Regions from separate parts of the Mus musculus genome. Here regions 1 and 2 are each linked to region 3. The links are chromatin contacts, called in public HiChIP or PLAC-seq maps. All regions are on one chromosome and are shown on one strand. Each heading gives the region's core, a stretch centred on a gene start, on an enhancer-like site or on the middle of the called end of the contact. The rest is flanking DNA. Distances are from core to core; before and after follow the strand shown.

Region 1 (3,288 bases), core at 127-2,626, 810 kb before region 3:
TACCCTGTTAGGTTTATAGGTAATTTCTCACCAATGTCCTTGTGAAGGTGACAGATGGAAACCAACAAGGGTCTAGAGATAAATACATACATACATACATACAAACATACATACATACTTACATACATACATACATAAAAGTCAGGTCACAGAGGCCAGCCCCAGAGGAAACCAAGAGGAAACTTTATTAACCAGGCCATCAAAACGAAGACTTGCTAACATACAGTTGGTAATAGGCATATCCCTCTGTGGTTCGATAGTCTATATAGTCCCTTGAAGAGATTGCCTTGCTGCTCAGCGAATGACCAATACTTTATTGGGTTAAGTTGTATTTGAGCTGGCCTCTGCTGCTCCCATTCAAGTGATTTAATGAGAATTATTTAATAGGTATTATTAGGATAATTAGACAATGATCACAGTTAGGCAATAATATTGAATGATCAAGGTTGTGAATAACCAAATTTAGAGGCAGGCCTGCAAACAAGGAGTGGGCTGCGACAGTTAGGCGAGGCCCCTCTATAATGACTGGGGATAGCCTGAAAGGGTCTTTTGTGCCTGGGAGTTATTCATCAGGCCCATTGAATTAGAGGACTGTGCAGGGGAGCAGGGTGGGGGGTGCAGGCCAAGGACCCTGACGTCTGAGCGAAATGAGCTCACCATTGTCATGACAACAATTTTGGCTTTCTTTTAATTTTTTTTGTTCCCCAACAGTCAGAAATGAGTTGCTCCCACCCCAACCCCAGCATAGGGTCCTCCTGCCCCAATTTTTTCAGGAAAAGGAAACAAAGTGAAGCAGAGAGCTAACCATCCACCCAGATGACAAATCAGGACACACTGGATGTCTATGCGTGTGGCAGGTATCTTGGCCCAGGCAACACAGAACTCCTGTGGTTCCCTGTGTCTAAATCACACACACACATACTCAGTGACCTGGATGCCCTGAGTCCCACCTGTGGACAGTCAGACCTGACTTTGTCACCTATTTGGAACTGTTTGGGTTGAGACACTAGACAGTGTTAAATGCTGGAATCACACAGTATGCCCCTGCAAAAGACTACCATGCGGATCTAGGTAGTCTGGTGAAGTCTCATCCTTCTTTCCACATCTGCAGACAGGCGAAATCAAATGCAAAAGAAGAGGGGCCTCAAAGGATGAAAGGTTTATTCCCGGGGAAGCCGGGTGAGCAAGGTCCATCTCCCACAGCCTCCACTTCAGCCAGCAGTTTCTCCTTCACAAGGCTAGCAAAGACAATGTAGATGCTGGAGGCTGCCAGCAGAGGGCAGCAGCACACACATTATGAATGATTTAATGGCTCTCCCAGCCAGGAAGAGAGAAACAATTTGTCTGCTACTCTGTGGTTTTCATCTTTGTTGCCGAGGAACCCAAGAAATGCCAGTTTCCTGCCTTATGTGCCAGTGTGGGATTCTGGACGGAGCACAGAGATGAGTCAGGAGTCCCCGAATGCAACTTGACGTCATCAGCATTCTGCAGTTTCTAATCTCTCAAATTTTCCCATCTGTAAAATGGGACTAATAAATCAACCTGCCTTCTAGAGATGGTAGAGATAGATGAAAGAGGAAATGATAATGGCGGAGCAGGGAAGAGAAGATGAGGCCCAGAGTTCAATCCCCACATTCGCATAAAACCCTTGATGTGGCAGCCCAATCCTGATGCTGAGGAAGTAGAGGCAAGAGGACCCTGGGGCTGGCTAACCAGACAGTTCAGTCATATTAGTGAGCCCCAAGTCCCAGTACACACATACACACACACACACACACACACACACACACACACACACCTTTAAGTGAAGCACTTGATTAATGGGCCTATCACATCTTAGAACTTCACAAGGATGGATTCTTCTCTTTTGTTTTGAGTTTCTCTCCATCCTTATAAAACCCAGCCAGGTGGCTGGTCTTCTCTTAGCTCGAGTCCATCTGTTTATCCATTCATTCACGTACATTTATAACTAACTCTCTCCTCCAGATGAGTTTAAGCTGATTTCTACATGCATATAGGCCACAGATTTCACATGTTTGACCATATATGGATCTTGAAGGAAGTCATGCTTAGTGGCTCAAGCCTGAAATCCTCTCAGGAGGCTGAGGCAAGAGGATGAGAAGTTCAAGGCCAGCCTTGAACTAAACCTGTCTCACAAAGAAGGAAAGGAAAGAGAAGGAAAGCGGGAAAAGAGGAGGAATAACTTCATGTAGATTCTGAAATTTCATGTTACATTGATGTACTTATAATTTCATGTGTGTTCGTGACTCACATGCCATGGCCTGTCATGGCACACAGAGGGCAACTTGTAGAAGTTTGTTCTCTCCTTCTACCATATGGCTTCTTAGGATCAAATCAGGTTATCAAGCTTGGAGCAAGTGACATCTCACCAGCTGGCCTGTTTGGTGGTTGTTGTTGTTTTAGAGATGTGTGTGTGTGTGTGTGTGTGTGTGTGTGTGTGTGTGTGTGTGCATAGGTACCTATGGAGGCCAAAAGCGAGAATTAGATTTGCTGGGGCTGAAGTCCTAGGCAGTTGTGAGTTGCCGGTCACCAAACAGCAAGTGCTCTTACCTACCGAGCCGACCCTCCTGTCCCCAGAGTAGATTCTTATTGTCACTCCCAGCACAATAGCAACTGACTGAAACAGATCGACAAGCAGACAAAGCCTGTGGTGTGGAGGACTGCCTGTTGACAGTTCGCCATCATTTGGGAATGGGGTCTGGGGAGCAGATGCCCTTTAGATAATCTCTGTTAGTCTCTGAATGGAAAAGCATCGAGTCCAAGGTTACACTCCTTGCCAGCTGTCCCGTGTGGTCGATTTCTGAGGAAGCAGCTCAAGGGAGGAATGAGATCTCCGCAATTGTCCAGTACAGGTGGACCATAGGGTTGGAGCCAAAGGTAATGTTAACCCTGTATTCAAATAGAATATTGTCAGAAAAGAACTGGGCCCTTACAGAGCCTTTCCAGGAGTCGCTCAAATCCAAAATTACTGAAGCAAGCAAATATTTTGGCCTGATTTTTCCCAAATCCATCGAAGGCATTGCTGAAGTCCAATGCTTCCAATGAACAGAACTTGTGCTTCTTTATACCACGAACAGCAGGAGCAGCATCATGGTGGCACAAGAGGCCCCAGGTCCCAGGGTATGACACAGTGGGTTTCAATAACATAGCAAAGCTAGTGCCATAGCTAGGAAGCCAGGATAAAGAGCACAGCAGCCTTTATACCAAGCAGTAAATGAGTGGGTTGTACAGTCCGCTCAGTGTGGGGTTCTGAGCTGCACACAATTC
Region 2 (3,432 bases), core at 914-3,413, 910 kb after region 3:
AAGTTGAGGCACAGAAAAGCTACTTGGGTGTTTTCATAGCCAATAAACCAAAGGCACATATTCAAGTCTGTAGAATTCAAAGGTCCTTATCTGCATACATCATGGCCATGCATGTCTTTACTTGACCTCATTTTTGAGCCTCTAGATACCAGACTACTCACAAAGTCGTCAACAAATGAATTCGAGAAGGTCCTGAGGAAGACAGTAATCACCTGGAGTGTAAGGGTTTTTTAAACTATTTCGCAAATACCCTAACTTGTGGAAACAATCATATTCAGATAGTCCTTCCCTCAAAAACTTAAATGCTTCTGACTTAAATCTAAGTAATGTTATCCACCGGTTCTGGGACCCAGGACCATCCTCTGCCTTCTTGGTTCCCTCCAAAACCAGCCACCAGGGAGACTTAGCTGTGACTTGTTTTGCTGTCAGCCACTTAAGTCTCTTTTGGTCCCAGGCAAATAACAACTGCCAAAAAGCCAGACTGAAGACTGGTAAACATAAACCAACGCCCCCCACCATTGCAGCCGCTGCCGCTGCCACCGCCACTGAGCATACTGTCAACGCTCATGACATAAGCATCCTCTCTGAATACAAAAGTTGAGCAGCACTTTTTTAATTCCATGAATTACTACAGGAGCAGCTACTGTTCATTCACGCGATGTGAAAATTATCATTTAGGTTATGGAACTGTGCGTCTTAATAACACTATAAACACCACAGTTACATCGAAATAAAATAAGCTATTTAACTCTATCAATTCAACAAATGGGTGAAACAAAACAAACACACACACACACAAAAACATTTTGCTACCCGTCCTCTTTAATACAGTAAAAATACCTTTGTTACTTAGCAGGGTACCTGCGCTCTCTTCCCAACATATGCCACGCCTTTCAGGGTGACAAAAGCAAGGAGATCTGCATTTGCTTTTAAAAATCAAAAAGAAGAGAAAGGAAAATCACTCGGGCGTCTTAACCTAGAATAAAATCTAAAGACAAATTTCACCTTCCTTTTCTTTGCCACAACCCGACTTTCCTCCTCCAGCAAACAGAAAATAGGGGGGGGGGGGGAGAAGGGTGCAACACACAACTCATACTCGTCCCCTCCTAGCGGGGCTCACCCCAAACTTCACCTAAGCGCGAAGCAGGCAGGCACCGGGAATTCCAAGGAAATGGTCTCGCCCCTATCAAAGCACATTTTTAACTTCCTCGAAGCCATTATTTCCCTAGGGCACGATCAAACACTCCCACCCGGACGTACCACCAAACAGACTACTTGTAAGAGAAGCTCAAACACACACAAAGAGAAAACACTATTGGGAGCCGGCGGCGCGAAGCCGCCGCCAAGTAGCCCGGGCCAGCGCTGCCACCGAGGCAGGCGCGGGGTCCCCACTCCGGCCCTCAGGGCAGGAAGCCCGGCACCGCGGCGCGGCTGCAACCCGCGGGCTCCCGCCCTGACCGCAGTGATAAGGTGGAACTGCGCTTCCCACCCGGCCAGCTCCGCCCTCCGGGCCACATTCCTGAGAAGCCCGACTCCCCGGACGCCGCGCCGGGCGCCTGGCGGGCAGTAGCGCGGCGCCGTGGCCGCAGGGCAGGAGCGCAGCGCCGACTCCTCACTGTTCCTGCCCTCGCAGCCGCGCGCCCTGGCCCCGCGCAAACCGCACCCGCGCGCACCGCACGCGCCGGAGCCCCGCACCCGCGCGCCCCGGGCGGGGTCGCCGCGGCCACAGGTAGCGCCACCCCGCCGCCGCCGCCACCCCGCAGGCCGTCTCCAGGCACCTGGATGAACTGGATGGTGAGCGCCGACTTGCCCACGCCGCCACCGCCGACCACCACGAGCCGGTACTTCTCCTGGCCGGAGCCGTCGCGCCAGCCGGCCGCGGCCATCGGGACGCCCCGAGCCCAGCCCGGCCGCCGCGCGCCCTAGGCCCGGCTCCGGGGACGAGTGCGGCCGGCTGGGTTACAGGCGGTAGAGCGCGCGGGGTCCGTGAGTGGCCTGGAGGGCCGCGGAGCGCTATCCCTCGGACCGGCTGGGAGTTGCCCGAGACGCTGGAGAGCCGGGAAGGCTCCAGGGCAGAGGACGCAGCGGCCAGGGAGCGCGCTCTTCTTCGCGGATCTGCAGCGCAGCCGAACGCAGCCTTCGGCACCGCTACAAATGGCCGTCTGGGGGCCGGGCCGCTGGGCTGGGGTACTACATATGCATGAGGGGGCGGGGCTAGGCCGCGCCCGCCCAGGCGGAGACTCTGGAGCGCCCTAGGCAGCAGACCCTGCAGACCTGCCCTCAGAGCACCGGGAGGAGAAGGAAGAAACCGGGAAGATGGACGGCGGTGACAGTGATTGCATAAATCAGGGATCGTGTTCATGAAAGAAACAGCCTGTGATGGCGTGGATGAAAAATAGAACTGTTGTCATATTCACTCAACTCCATACCCTGTTTTCGGAATGCAGATGGTGACTGTATTTGTTTAAAAAAAAAAAAAGTATAAGGCAGCGATTGAAGAAAATGAGACCTGTAGCGGTACCTGAACATATGATAGTCTAGTGACAGTGAGAGAGTGGGTAGTGATTGAGCTTGCACGGGGCCACAGTGCATGTGGACAGATCTGGGGCGTAACATCTTTGTTCCTATGTCTATGTGTGAAAAAATGTGTGATAATTGTGTATGAGGGTCGTGAGAAATTTGCAGGTTGGTGACATGTTTTTTAGGAGGAGCGTGTTCCTTGCTAGCACAGCTTCTACGAACATGATCAGGCCCTTGCCCTTAGAGTCCAGAGGAGGAGGCAGCCGGGACAATAGGCACCTTGTGAGACATAATTGTAAGAACAACAGCTGCTCAGCACTGAGGTCCAAGGTGCACTTACCCCAGAGCTGGCTAGTCAGAGAAGGTTTTCCCAAAGACCCGAGGAATAATCTTGTAAACAGATGAGTGAATGGGAGAAAAGTATTCCAGGGAAAGAAAACCAAGCTGAGCCGTGTGTGGTAACCCACGCCTTTAGTTCCAGTATTCTGGAAGCTCAAAGAGTTCAAGGCCAGCCTGACCTACATAGTGAGTTCCAGGCCAGGGCTGGAAGAGTGAGACCTAGTCTGAAAAGATAGGAAGAATGAAAGAGAGAAAAGAAAACCATGATATGCAGAAGCCAGAGATGGCAAAAGGACACATTCTGTTGTGTGGTTTTGAACGTTCTCGGGGGAGTTTACAAGCTTGCAGATATAAATAGAAACTCACTGTGTGTGACTTGGATGTGGTAGGGATATCTCTATAGAGGCCACGTAAGATGGAGGCTGTGGTCTTCTCAGAGGGTACACTGGTTCAAATCCTGCCTGCTTTGCTAATGGCATAGCGATGGGAACTTAAGCTCTGTGCCTCAGCTTCCAAATAAGCTCTCAAATAAGGGCCCGAGCCAGTGGATGGCGCACCCGCAAGCCTACCGAC
Region 3 (3,483 bases), core at 389-2,888:
AAGTTCCATCTACACAGAGAGATTCCTTCACAGAACAGGACAGAGAAAGAATAAATCTGCTTTGAAACTCAGGGGAAGTGGGAAGTTACCCATGAAGTTCTTTGGTCTTGAAGCCAATTCACATTTCAACCAAGGCTGTGTGCCTTGCAAAGGGCTGGACATGGGTCATGGCTTTATAAGCATTGAAATGCTGCCTTGTGTCCCAGGAACCTGCCTGTCTAGAATTCATTCTATAGTCACACGAGCTGGTCCACTTCACATAAGTGAGTCGAGTGTTTTGATCCCATTTGTTCATGGATCCAGCCCACATTTGCAGAGTACTTTCTGGGTGTCAGCCCTATCCCCAACACCCCACCCAGGCCCCTCCAGCACATGCTAAAGGGGAGGGAGCACACATGGTTCAAAAAGGACGAAGTGGCCTTGCTATCAGGAAGTTTAACATTTAGAAGGTTTGCCAGTTGTTTGAAGGTAGAAACAAGACAACTTCTTTCCCTCTCCCCCTCTCTCTCTATTTCTCCCTCCCTCCTCTTCCTCCCCTCTCTCTGTCTCTTTCTTTAAAAATAAATAAATAAATCTCTGAGCAGGTGGTGCCTCGGGAGGCAAAAGCAGGCGGATCTCTGTGAATTGGATTCAAAGCCAGCTTGATGATCTACAGGAGTTCCAGGATAGCTAGGGCTACAACAGAACAACTAACCACCCAAACAAACAACTTTGCAACTTTTCTTTCTTTCCCGCTCCTTTGATACTTTTGCAAAGTACATTTGCTAGGGCCATGTCCATAACATGTAATAGAATCTTGCTCAGGTCTCACCCTGTGGCCCCGGCTAGCTCAGTACTCGCGATTATGCCCCTGCCTCAGCTTCTTGAGGGTTGGAATTACAGACTACGCCACCACCCCCGGGAGACTTCTCTTCCGATCGGGAATGACAGCTCCACTGGACGCTTGGAGGTCAAGAGAAAAAAAAAAAAAAAAAAAAAAAGAACGCGCGATCCGGTTAGTCGTCGGAAGGAAAAGTCTTCTAAATGCGCTAGCTATTAGCGCTGTGGTTCCGACTAGGACAAGCCAGGGGTTTCAGGAAGGTTCTGTCACTCTGTGTTCCTAAAATGTGGTTTCCTAGATGGAGCTGGAGAGGGATGGGCGAAGAGATGCGGCGTTTTCTCAGTGTTCTGCGAGCCAGGAAGGGGACGGAGGAGGAGGGAGAGCTGAGAGGCAGTCACTAGCCAGGGACGCGGCTGAGGAGCAGGGGACAACGGCGAGCTCGCAGAGTCCGCAACGCAGTGGCCTCAGCGAGCTTTAGACCTGAGGGGGAAAACCGAGGGCTGGGGCAAGAAATCCACAGAGCGTGCCAATTGGTCCACTCCTCGGGGCGTGTGCTTCTGTGCGCCAAATGATTGGTGAAGGGAAAGTAGCAGGTAAACCAGCCCTGCCGTCTTGCCATTGGTCAGAGGCTTTCCTATCGGTCACTCGATTGGCTAGCCTAACGCAGAGCAGAACGCGAATTGGTTTGGGTTGTCCGCCAAGACAACTCCGTTCGCTCTCTCTGATTGGCTAACGGGAAGAGGCAGGTATCCGGGCTGCGCGGCTCCTCCATTGGTGGGCGGGGAAGGGGGGTTGGGCACAGCGATTGGTGGGCGGGGGGCCGGGCCTGGGCCGGCGGGGAGCGGATTGGTCGGAAAGTAGGTTAGTGGTGCGACATTTAGGGAAGGCAGAAAGTAGGTCAGGGACGGAGGTGCCTGTTTACCCGCGCCGGACTTGCCGCCGCCGCCGCCGCGGGATCCGAGTGCGGGTGCGGGCGCGGGCGCTCGCAGCGAGCCACGGTGAGTGTCGGCATGGCTGCGGGCAGCAGCCGTCTCGGGGCGTCCCGTCGGGGGTCGCGAGTTCCCGGGCGGGCGCACCGCCCCCGCCCGCGGCGCAGCCGGGCCGCCGGGAGCCCTGCCCGACGTGCCCGCTGCCGGCCTTAAAGGGCCCGTGCGGCTCCCAGCCCCCACCTAGCCTCGGGGAGGCTGCGCCCCTTAAAGGCGCCGCTCCCGCGCACCCCCATCTTCCCCGCCTGGGCTGCACAGCGGGCGGGGGAGGACTGGGGGGACCCTGGGACGCTGTCAGCGGGTGCGCCCACCTTCCCCGCGCGGGCATCACCACCTGGCTCGGGAGGGGGCGGCCAGCGGCCTCTTAAAGAGACAGCAGTACCGGGTGGCAGCAATGACCCGAACCTGGGAAGAGCTCCGGGATACATCCCCGGGAGCTTCTGGATCCCCGAGGAGATGGCCGGGACGCGGGCAGAACGATGCTATGCGGCGCTTGCCTGGTCAACCCTTCTACACTTCTCCCTCGGGAGCCGGGTGGGGGCGGGGAGGGCGTCTCCGTCAAGTCGGGGAGTCCGTACTGGTACGTCCCTATGGCCTGTCTTGGGGCTGGCGCGGACCCCGGGAATCCCCTGGCTGGCTTGGACCAGGCCCACGGACAGCCGTCGGGCCTGCGCTGTCCGGTACCTGGGTGGTCCTGGAGGATGTGTCTTCCCCGTTGGGTCTGGGAGTAGGTACCCGATGGCGTGGGGACTGTGCCCTGTGCCCGGTAGGCGTCAGAGACCCAAGGAGTGCGCAGCAGAGGCTTCACTCCGATGCGGGTTTGACAGATAATCGGGGAAGAGGAAGGTTTCCACTGGAGATTACCCCAGTGTAGACAGCTTGGGGTGCTCGGGTTTGCAGGGAGAAGTCAAAGATAGAATTTTAGGCAGACTCGGGGCGCACATGGAAGCCATCCCCGGGGTCGCGTAGCGGGTTGTGTTCGGAAATGAGTGCGTTGGACACCGGTGTGTGTGTCTGTCAGAGTTGCGCTGGCCAAGCTGACATGATCGCCCCTTACCTGTTCGGGGTGCACCTTCTCCAGTCCTTTCCCTACATTTAGCCTAGTTTTGACCCTCTGACCCCTTGAGATCTGGCTCCTCTCCTGTCTTAAGTTGCTACTTTTAAAGTAAGAAATCATTAATCAAGTTTTCTCACCTAACTTCCAAAAATCAGAGACTGTAATCACGACCAATTACTTTTTGACAGTACCAGTATTGCCAAGATCTTCGTTGTGGGTTTTGTTTTTATGTCCAGGAAAACTGATCATTAAATGCTTTTTTTCCTACTGCTCTTGCTTGTCATTTTTCCTTTTCACATTTGCTGCTGTGCCCTCTTTCAATCTATTTTTACTTAACAACTATTATTTTTATTCTTAAGTTCCCATTGATACCAGGATCTGTCAATTTGGGTTGGTGGATTTTCTAATTAATGTACTAGTTGAATCATGAGCTTAAAATAATCATTGCTGCTCTTGAGCAGTTTTGAATAATCTCAGGCTCCCTGTGCTTGCAAGAAAGAGGGGAGGATGGTTCGCTGCTGTTAAATTTGATTCCCATACCAGTGAAGTTCCAATATATATATAGATATATTTTTAAATACAAAATGTAATCCTTAAGTTTATTCTTTGTTCCTGGGTTT

What was found. HiChIP or PLAC-seq counts read pairs in DNA pulled down with a chosen protein or histone mark.
Region 1: an H3K4me3 HiChIP or PLAC-seq map of embryonic basal ganglia shows a contact between it and region 3, with 4 times the contacts expected there. The contact joins the enhancer-like site here to the promoter of Arntl in region 3. A contact is called at or near these places in 2 of 39 promoter capture datasets (hippocampal neurons and neural stem cells) and 8 of 115 datasets of contacts at active chromatin or transcription factors (astrocytes, embryonic basal ganglia, embryonic forebrain and 4 more).
Region 2: an HNF4G HiChIP or PLAC-seq map of pancreatic cancer cells shows a contact between it and region 3. The contact joins the promoter of Rras2 here to the promoter of Arntl in region 3. A contact is called at or near these places in 1 of 39 promoter capture datasets (cranial neural crest), 2 of 115 datasets of contacts at active chromatin or transcription factors (embryonic stem cells and pancreatic cancer cells) and 1 of 9 other capture datasets (liver).

What each region holds. Positions count from the first base shown.
Region 1 is chr7:112,399,050-112,402,337 of GRCm38.p6, forward strand. The region is part of intron 7 of Micalcl (MICAL C-terminal like); the gene reads left to right. The region is part of intron 1 of Gm51494 (a long non-coding RNA gene); the gene reads right to left. Among named protein-coding and RNA genes, the nearest start is that of Gm51494, 14 kb to the right of the region's middle. Within about 2 kb of position 1,377, at least 25 of the 459 cell types and tissues checked have an H3K27ac peak or open chromatin away from gene starts, as enhancers often do. A contact at or near this core is called in embryonic basal ganglia and neural stem cells, where this site is marked.
Region 2 is chr7:114,115,618-114,119,049 of GRCm38.p6, forward strand. Rras2 (related RAS viral (r-ras) oncogene 2) reads right to left here and starts at 2,164. Exons shown (of 6, transcript NM_025846.2): 1 at 1,779-2,164. The coding sequence starts at 1,886.
Region 3 is chr7:113,205,827-113,209,309 of GRCm38.p6, forward strand. Arntl (aryl hydrocarbon receptor nuclear translocator-like) reads left to right here and starts at 1,639. Exons shown (of 20, transcript NM_007489.4): 1 at 1,639-1,818.